2 separate regions of the Rattus norvegicus genome follow, and region 2 is linked to region 1. The links are chromatin contacts, called in public Hi-C maps. All regions are on one chromosome and are shown on one strand. Each heading gives the region's core, a stretch centred on a gene start, on an enhancer-like site or on the middle of the called end of the contact. The rest is flanking DNA. Distances are from core to core; before and after follow the strand shown.

Region 1 (4,512 bases), core at 679-3,178:
CTGTGATATGGGAATGAAGATGGGGAGAGAGTTCAGCCAGCTTGCCAAGGATGAAGGAATCCCTGGGTCCCAGTGCCATTACTGCCTGCACTGTATGTGGGGCACATCTGAAACCCCAGCATGGGAGCCCAGGGCACGTTGTTCTCAAAATGGAGAGGAGTTGGAGATATTCACTCTTTACCTTTGAGGCAGGGAAGGGAAACTAGAACAGTGTCGGAGCTTGGTGTAGGGGACCTTTGGTTCAATCCTCACTATGGTAAGAGAGAAGAGAAAAATGGCAGCTGGCAGCAGCACTTAAAATATCAACAACTCCTTCATCCCAGGGGTAATGTAGGTGCTTAATAAATGCTATTCCCTAGACTGAAGTAGACAAGTCTGCACCGTAGGGAAGGGAGGCTAAAGCTACAAATGTGGAGGCATCAGGACGCATGCCAGTGAGCAGAGTGGAAGAGCTAGGAAGGATTCAGTGTCTTCTGTAGCTGCAGAAGTTACAGTTACATGTTTTCCACCAGTCCTCAAGGACTGGAATTCCAACTCCACTCTCAGCTCTTGGCACTGAGTGCCACGCACGCTACATTATTTTCTTTTTTAAGTTTTATTAACTATGTATGAGTACACTGTAGCTGTCTTCAGACAGACCAGAAGAGGGCATCGGATCTCATTACAGATGTTGTGAGCCTCCATGTGGTTGCTGGGATTTGAACTGGGGACCTCTGGAAGAGCAGTCAGTGCTCTTAACCACTGAACCACCTCTCCAGCTTGCATGCGACATTATTAGCGTGCTCAATAAACTTTGGCACTGGTATAAGCAAAGGTACAATACTTCAGGAACACAAAAGAGCGAGTGGCCAGTACCAGGGAGGCAGAGCCTAGTGAACGACATCTTTGAGTCTGAAGCTAGTCTGGTCTACACAGACAATCCCAGCCCAGCCAGGACTAATACTGAGGCCCTGTCCTTTTACTTAATGATTCATCTCTGTATGTGTTCCCGTTCAAATATCAAAGTGTAGGATTCAGTTCTCTCCTTCCACCATGTGGGCTCCTAGGACTTCATTCAAATCCTCAGGCTGGAAACAAGCAACCCAACCTGCTGAGGCTTCTCGGCTGCGGGGTGACCAGCTTGGAGGGCAACAGTACCAAAGTGACAAGAACTCTCCAGCAGAGGGAGTTCAGGTATCTTGAGGTACGAAAAAACGCGGAGCAAACACATCCTTTCCCTGAAGTTGGAAATCAAACTGGATGAGAAAAATGTCAGGAACGCAAAGCACCCACCTGAGTAAGCAAAACTTTAAGCGACCGAAATGGGGTTTCAAACTAAATATAAAACCACGAGCTTCATCCCCCTCCCCCCCCAAAAAAAACAAGGTTCTAGTGACAGCCATCAAAGACAAAGAAATGACACTCCAAGAAAGAAGGCTAACTAATTGCTCTTGTCCTAGCTGACATCCCCAGAGGTTGTGTCTTCCTTAGGCAAGAGGATTGAATCCAGCCTATGAAAACCCCAAGGCCTGTGAATCCCCCTCCTGACGACCTCCAGACCGCTGTGTCTTCGAGTCTGGACTGCATGGGAATTCCCGGGAGGCTTCTGCTCTGCTCTCGGAATTCGAAGATCCTGGTCTCACGGTCCCTTCCCTACCCCAGGCTTAGGATGTGCTGAGACCCGCAAGGACCCAGCTGGTCTTCCCCACGCTCGCCCGGGAGCTGGGTCAGAACTCGCGTACGCGCCGGGAGCCCCGCCCCCGCCCTTCAACTGCGCGGCGGGACGGCGGCCGCTCTCTGTCCCGCCGCTCGCCCCATCGCCGGCCCGCCACCTCGGGGATGTTCGTGTCGATCCTGGGTCCTTCCGACACACTCACCCACTATCCATGAGTCCTCTGAAGGCTCGCAGGGCCAGTGGCCGTGAGGTGCGGGGTCGCAGACTTTCCCGCCACTCGGCAGAGAGCGACCAGTCCGCGCCTGCGCGGGCGGGCACGGGGCGGGGCGAGCGGGGCGGGCGGGGCGGAGCCACTGGACTCCGGACAAGAGGAAAGGGAAGTTTGGATAAGAAGGGAAACCCAAAAGGACTGTTTTAAGTGAGTCGGTCATCTGCGCTAAAGTAAAAACCAAAACGCTAGGGGTTTTCTACTGAATTATAATAAGAATCAAGATCGAATTAAGGGGGAATTTACAGACGTTCTTCCCCTTTCAGTCAAGTGGACTATTCCAAAGTCTTAAATGGCTAGTTAGAAAAGATGTGTTTTATTTGGGAGGAAGTGGAGAGTTTGGTGTTTGGGATAGAGTTTAGGGTTGTCTGTCTTCTTATAGGCATGTATTTTTAAAGCTTGCAAAGTATATACAGGAGGCTCAGAATAGAAAGATCTGCAATATTGCCTAGCGAGCGCAAGGCCCTGGGTTCGGTCCCCAGCCCCGAAAAAAAAGAAAAAAAAAAAAAAAAAGAAAAAAAAAAAAAAAAAAAAAAAAAAAAAGAAAGATCTGCAATAAATATTCCATGTTCGTTCAGGGTCACCTGCGCCCCTGCTAACGCGATGCTATTTTACCAACAAATACAAGATAGGGCTCCAAAAAAAAAAAAAAAAATCATCTCCGAATTAAGCATTTAGATAGAGGAGATCGATATGGGGGGCCATAAGGGAGAGTTAGCAGAAAGGATAGCCGGGAGAAAAGTGAAAAGACATACAAAAATAAAAGACTCTGGAGCTAGTGATGAAAGTACAGAGACGCCATTTGCAAAGTTCAGTTTGCTCTAAGTAAATCTCCCGTCTTGCCCCCTCAACTCCTGTAAATTTGCTTCAGACACCAGATCTCCTGTGTTAGCCTCGGAAAGCAAATCTGGGCTTCAGTACCGTTTGTCCAGGGCTATGAGGCAGGGCCTTTTAAACCATTTCATTTTTATAGACTACAGGCTAGGGGGCTGGAGAGATGGCTCAGTGGTTAAGAGCACCGACTGCTCTTCCAGAGGTCCTGAGTTCAATTCCCAGCAACCACATGGTGGCTCACAACCATCTGTAAAGAGATCTGATGCCCTCTTCTGGTGTGTCTGAAGACAGCTACGGTGTACTTATATATAATAAATGAATAAATCTAAAAAAAAAAAAAAAAGAAAGAAAAAGAAAACCATTTAGATTACAGGCTTGCCTAACTCCTATTTCTGTTGAAGGTCTGTGGTCCAAGGCAGATATAGGCGGGCTTTATAGAACGACTCAAGCCCGTGTTTACTTTTCTCAGAGCTTCCACCCCAGTCTCTGGGACAAGCATCCCTGAGATCAGTAGTCTATAGTCTCCCATTAATTCCCTCAAAACTTAATAGTAGTGATCTGGAAATAAAATCTTGGATACCTCTCCCACCAAACCTCCCAACCCCTGGAATGCCTTGCCCCCTCCTTTCTGTCTGCTCCCTGAGAGGAGTGACCCCCCCCTCCTGTGACCCCTCAAAAATCAAGATGCGTATCATATACTTGACTGGAAGCAGGGTAAAGGCCAGAAACTTAAGGTCTTAGGTTCCCTGTGTTTACCAAACTGGGGTTGGACATACATGTTGACACCTCTTTCCCCTTCCCTAGCTTCTATGCCCGCAAACTCAGACACAGCCACACGCACCCACATTCACATGAACAGTCGTGCACGGCGAAGGTGGCTGGAGAAGGGAGGAAGGGAAGTTTGCACCAACCAGTCGTGAATGCAACTTGAAAGATTTCACACAGCAAAAGGAAAAAATGAAAAACGTAAGTTAAAAAATAAAGAAGTACATGCCCCTCCCCACAGTCTCTTTCTTCATCCAAGGGCTGGCTTGGCCCTCCCTGAAACCCAGCGGGCGTTCTGCAGCTTTTACAGGGCCTGAGTCTTCAGTTCCACAGGTTCCCCTGTACCCTCTGGCTGTCCATTGGAGTCACTGGGTCTGGCTCCCTTGAGGATAGACAGTCTCTCAGAAACACTCTTGAGCCGTGGGAAGAGGAGAAAGTCGTAGAGCAGGCTGCCCAGGCCCCCGCCGATGATTGGGCCCACCCAGTACACCTGTGGGAAGAGAGAAGGCAGGCTCAGACTTCAGAACTCTTCAGGGAAAAAAAACCCAAAAGCCGACATATGCTGCTCTCGTGGCACGCAACTAGGCATTAGTGAAAGTTAATGCAGCTTTTTGTTGTGGCTGCTGTGTTTGGGGCTCTTCCTGTGAAACATGTGGGCTTGTTTGGTTGGTTTTAAAATTCTAGACTCGGGGTTGGGGATTTAGCTCAGTGGTAGAGCGCTTGCCTAGCAAGCTCAAGGCCCTGGGTTCGGTCCCCAGCTCCGAAAAAAAAAAAAAAAAAACCAAAAAAAGAAAAAAGAAAAAATTCTAGACTCAGTGGGGCTGGAGAGATGGCTCAGAGTCTTTGCAGGGGACCTAAGATCAATTCCCAGCATCCACAAAGAAGCTCACAGTCATCTGTAACTCCAGGTTCCAGGGATCCAAATCCTCCTTCTGGCCTCCAAGGGTACCAGGCAGGCATGCAGTGCACAGACATACATGCTAAACACCTA
Region 2 (4,265 bases), core at 356-2,855, 37 kb before region 1:
CTGAAAGTCTTCTAGGCAGCTTGGTTGGTCTCTACATCTTTAGTTGACTCAGCTTCCTTGAGTCTTTGGGCAGCCTCAGTTTGCCTGAGAGTAACTCCTAACAGTCTTTACCGCTATATTGTTGGGAAGGGAGAGACCTAGTGGATTTAATCAATTTCAGGGACTTCCTAAAGCTATTTTGGCTTGTTTACTTCCTGTCTTTTTTTTTCTTTTTTTCGGAGCTGGGGACCGAACCCAGGGCCTTGCGCTTGCTAGGCAAGCGCTCTACCACTGAGCTAAATCCCCAAGCCCTAAAATATTTTAAAAAAGATTTATTTATTTATTTATTTTATGTCTATAAGTAGACTGTCACTGTCTTCAGACACACCAGAAGAGGGCATCTGATCCTGAGAGATAGAGTTTTAAATTAGCCCAAAACTCAACAACAGGACCTGTCTCTGGAAGACAGATTGTTAAAAATGCAAGAGAACTACTTTGCTTATCACCCAGTGTGAGTGACTGTTCTTTGCTCTGCCCCTGTGATGTTTATTTAAGCCCCTACTTGTGCTTTCCAGCCATTGCATCCTGCAGAGAGCACTCCAGGAACCAGGGGGCCATAAAACCTTCTGGGCCCCCTAATCTCCTGGAGCCATAAAACAATCCTGTGACTTGGGTGCCTTCCCCTTTGACACCCCCAATCCCCTGGGCTCACAGCCTCTGCCTTTAAATACTCTTTCTCCCAGCCTCTCGGGCCGGGCCGATGCCTCTGTCTCCTGCGTGAGATATGTGTCGGCCCGGAGATCTCTATAATAGGTCTCCATAATAAACCTCGCCTTTGCTTATTACATCCAAAATGGTCTTTCTGTGTCTGGGGTCTGCGATTTCCCAAGACTTGAGTAAGGGTCTCTCTGCGTGGGATCTTTCAGTTGATTCAGCTCCTCATGAGGCTTTGATAAGATTCTGAATTTGAGGCCATTCTGGACAAACCAGTCAAACTCTACCTTAAGGAAAAGACAGAAAACATTGAAAGTCAATCATGTGTATGTTTCTAAGTGTATGCCCATGTATGCAGGTGCCCACAAAGGCCAGAGGAAGGGCTGGATCCTCTGGAGCTGGATACAAGCAGAGTTGTAAACTACTGGGTGTGGGTGCTGGGAACTGAGCACGGTCCTCTGGAAAAGCCACAAGCACTCTTATCAGGGAGCCGTCATTCCGTTCTGTAGGGTGGATCTTCATGTCTGTGGACTAGGGAGAAGCAGAAGCCACAAAGAATTTCAAACAGTTGTGTCAGCCTCAGGCAAAGGCAAGGACAAGAGACAGCAAGAAAGTCCTGGGTAAGGATGGAAAGAAAATGATCTGTGTGAGCAAAGGACATGCTTAGCCTTGGAAGCATCTTTCTGCTCTGGCTTCCAGTGGAGCCAAGCTAAAGGTAAGACTTAGAAAATGGCCATGAAGATCCACGGGCTCAGCAAGATCTGGTGGCACACAACTTTAATCCCAGCACTCAGGAGACAGTGGCAAGTGGGTCTCTGAGTTCAAGACCAGCCTGGTCTACAGAGTGAGTTCTAGGACAGCCAGAACTATACAGAGATACCCTGTCTCAAAAAATCAATGAGTATAGTTGAACTTTCCAAGGACTTTGGTCCTTCTGGCTCTGACTGGTCTCAATGTCTCTTGGTCCTAAGGCTTTCTCTCTTTCCAACTAAGTATTCTTCCTTCTTTCGGTTCTTTTCTCCCCCAAAAGGGCTATCTCATCTCATCGAAAGACTGTGTACTCTTTTGACCGTTGCCCTCAGACCTTCGGGGGAGTTATGAAATGTATTACATAAGCATGATTGGTTAAAATCATTGACCGCTGCTTTAGTTGCCCCTCTTATAAGCCTTGGGAAGTCAAGGGTAGAGCAGAGAATTCTCTCCTCTCATTTCATGGTTGGTTCTCCTGGCAACAAGCACCAGTCATCCTAGCACGCCTCACACCACAAATTATAAGGATTTCAAAACAGACTGTGAAGCGGGATGAAAGCCAAATACCTACCTACTTTATACTGAGTCCCTCTCACTCACATGACATCACTACGCTAGTAATTTTTCTCTAGTCTACTCTTTAGCTAGCTTACGCTTGTAACCCAGAGGTTGGGGGATGGCAACAGGATGATCAGGAATTTGAAGCCAGCCTTGACAAACAAAGCTTGAGTAAACCCTCTCTCAAAAAAAAAGTCCACTACCCTTTAGGTTATATTAATATAGCCACTCCCTCTTCTTCAAAGTCTTCATAAGCTTCCCCTTAAAAACTAGTTATGGGGGACTGGAGGGATGGCTCAGTGGTAAAGAGCACGGGTGCTCTTCCAGAGGACCTGGGTTCCTTTGTACCCAAATGGTGGCTCACAGCCATCTGCAACTCTGGTTCCAGGGGATCTGATACCTTCTAGTTTTGGTGTACACAGCTTGCACATGGCACACACACATACATGGAACACCCATACATATAATCTGTTGGGAGCCATCTCAGATAGGCTAAAGCTAACAGCTGGCCTTCCTGGAGGTGGCCCACCTTTTCACATGAACTAAGAGCTCTGAGAGGCAAGGCCTGAGAGCCTTCATCTCAGGATTGCTTCTTGCAGGTGAAACGCCTTTCCAGTCATTATTGAATTAATATAATAACCCCTGGGCATTAACCCACCTATTGAGCCACTCAGATCCTGCAGATCAACATGATGATGAACTTTCATGAATTAATGCTGTTTAAATGAATCTGATTTTGGGGTTGGGGATTTAGCTCAGTGGTAGAGGGCTTGCCTAGCAAGCTTCAAGGCCCCGGGTTAGGTCCCCAGCTCTGGAAAAAAAAAAAAATCTGAATTTATATAGAGTTCCTGATTTAATTCAAATAATCTTAGGAAGAAAGTTTTAAGAGATGGTTGTTTTGCTAGAAAGATGTAGTAAAGTTAGAATCAAGAATAGAATAAGTGGGGGTTGGGGATTTGGCTCAGTGGTAGAGCGCTTGCCTAGGAAGCGCAAGGCCCTGGGTTCGGTCCCCAGCTCCAAAAAAAAAAAAAAAAAAAGAATAGAATAAGTAAGGCTGCATAGTAAGAAATGCAGTGAGGGGGCTGGGGATTTAGCTCAGTGGTAGAGCGCTTACCTAGGAAGAGCAAGGCCCTGGGTTCGGTCCCCAGCTCCGAAAAAAAGAACCAAAAAAAAAAAAAAAAAAAAAAAAGAAATGCAGTGAGGTTTCACGATTACACTAAAAAGAGAAATAGCCTTGGGACAAATTTGTGTACAAGGAAAAGCATTTAGGCCCAAGGCTGGAGCCGTAGGTGTGCACTCTGATAAAGCAAGGCCTGGGAAACAGGTGCTTTGAACTTATAATGAGCTTATGGTAGGTAATGAAACACTGCTTTGAACTTACATCAACATCCTTCTGTGACTCCCTTTTTGTGTAACATTTTATCTACCAGGTAATTTTCTAAGAACTTTGGTCTATAAAAAGGCCCAAGAGAAGAAATAAAGATGATAGTTTGGCTAGGGGGGTTCTGCCCCATCCTCGTGAGTGACATCTTTCCTCTCCTTTTTCTGTCTGGTTCAGAAAGAGTTAATGAGCTCCCTGACCTAGCCAGAAAAAGGAGCACTAGAAACAAAACCTCTACTGAGCATGTTAATTGCCAGAGCAGAACAGTTAAAACAAAATTAAAAAGCCAGAGATAGCAATCTTTTGACCTGTGTCCCACGCGCGTCCTATTCCAACCCTTCCCTGCCAGGAAAGCTCCCAGCAATAATCACATTTTATTATTATTATTATTGGAAATGTCACAAGTCTGTATCTATTACCTGGGTTCTAGTGACTGAACTCAGGTTGTCAGGCTTGTTCCAGAAAAAAACCTTTTTTTTTTTTTTGGTTCTATTTTTCGGAGCTGGGTACCGAACCCAGGGCCTTGCGCTTCCTAGGCAAGCGCTCTACCACTGAGCTAAATCCCCAGCCCCCAGAAAAAAACTTTTATCCACGTGTCTGAGACCCTGTCTTGAAACAAAACAGGTGTGGTTGCTCGTGCCTATAACCCCAGCACTCTGGAGACTAAAGTGGGATTACCTACTCTACAGAGGAAGTTAGGCCAGCTTGGACTATAGTGTCCAAAAAAAAAAAAAAAAAAAAAAAACTCCAGGTGACAGGCGGTGACTCACACCTTTAATCCCAGCACTTGGGAGGCAGATGCAGGCAGATCTCTGTTTGAGGCCAGCCTTGTCTACAGAGTGAGTTCAGGACAGCAAGGGCTCCCACAGAGAAACTGTGTCTC

Evidence for each region. Hi-C and Micro-C count contacts between places; a contact is called where the count stands out from the background.
Region 2: a Hi-C map of liver shows a contact between it and region 1, with 3 times the contacts expected there. The contact joins the enhancer-like site here to the promoter of Timeless in region 1. A contact is called at or near these places in 3 of 12 Hi-C or Micro-C datasets (kidney, liver and mammary epithelial cells).

The regions. Positions count from the first base shown.
Region 1 is chr7:1,236,866-1,241,377 of GRCr8, reverse strand. It overlaps Timeless (timeless circadian regulator), which reads right to left and starts at 1,928. Exons shown (of 29, transcript NM_031340.2): 1 at 1,857-1,928. It overlaps Mip (major intrinsic protein of lens fiber), which reads right to left. Exons shown (of 4, transcript NM_001105719.2): 4 at 3,671-4,011. The coding sequence ends at 3,826.
Region 2 is chr7:1,273,526-1,277,790 of GRCr8, reverse strand. No RefSeq gene overlaps it. Among named protein-coding and RNA genes, the nearest start is that of Apon, 2.7 kb to the right of the region's middle. Within about 2 kb of position 1,605, at least 1 of the 93 cell types and tissues checked has an H3K27ac peak or open chromatin away from gene starts, as enhancers often do. A contact at or near this core is called in liver, where this site is marked.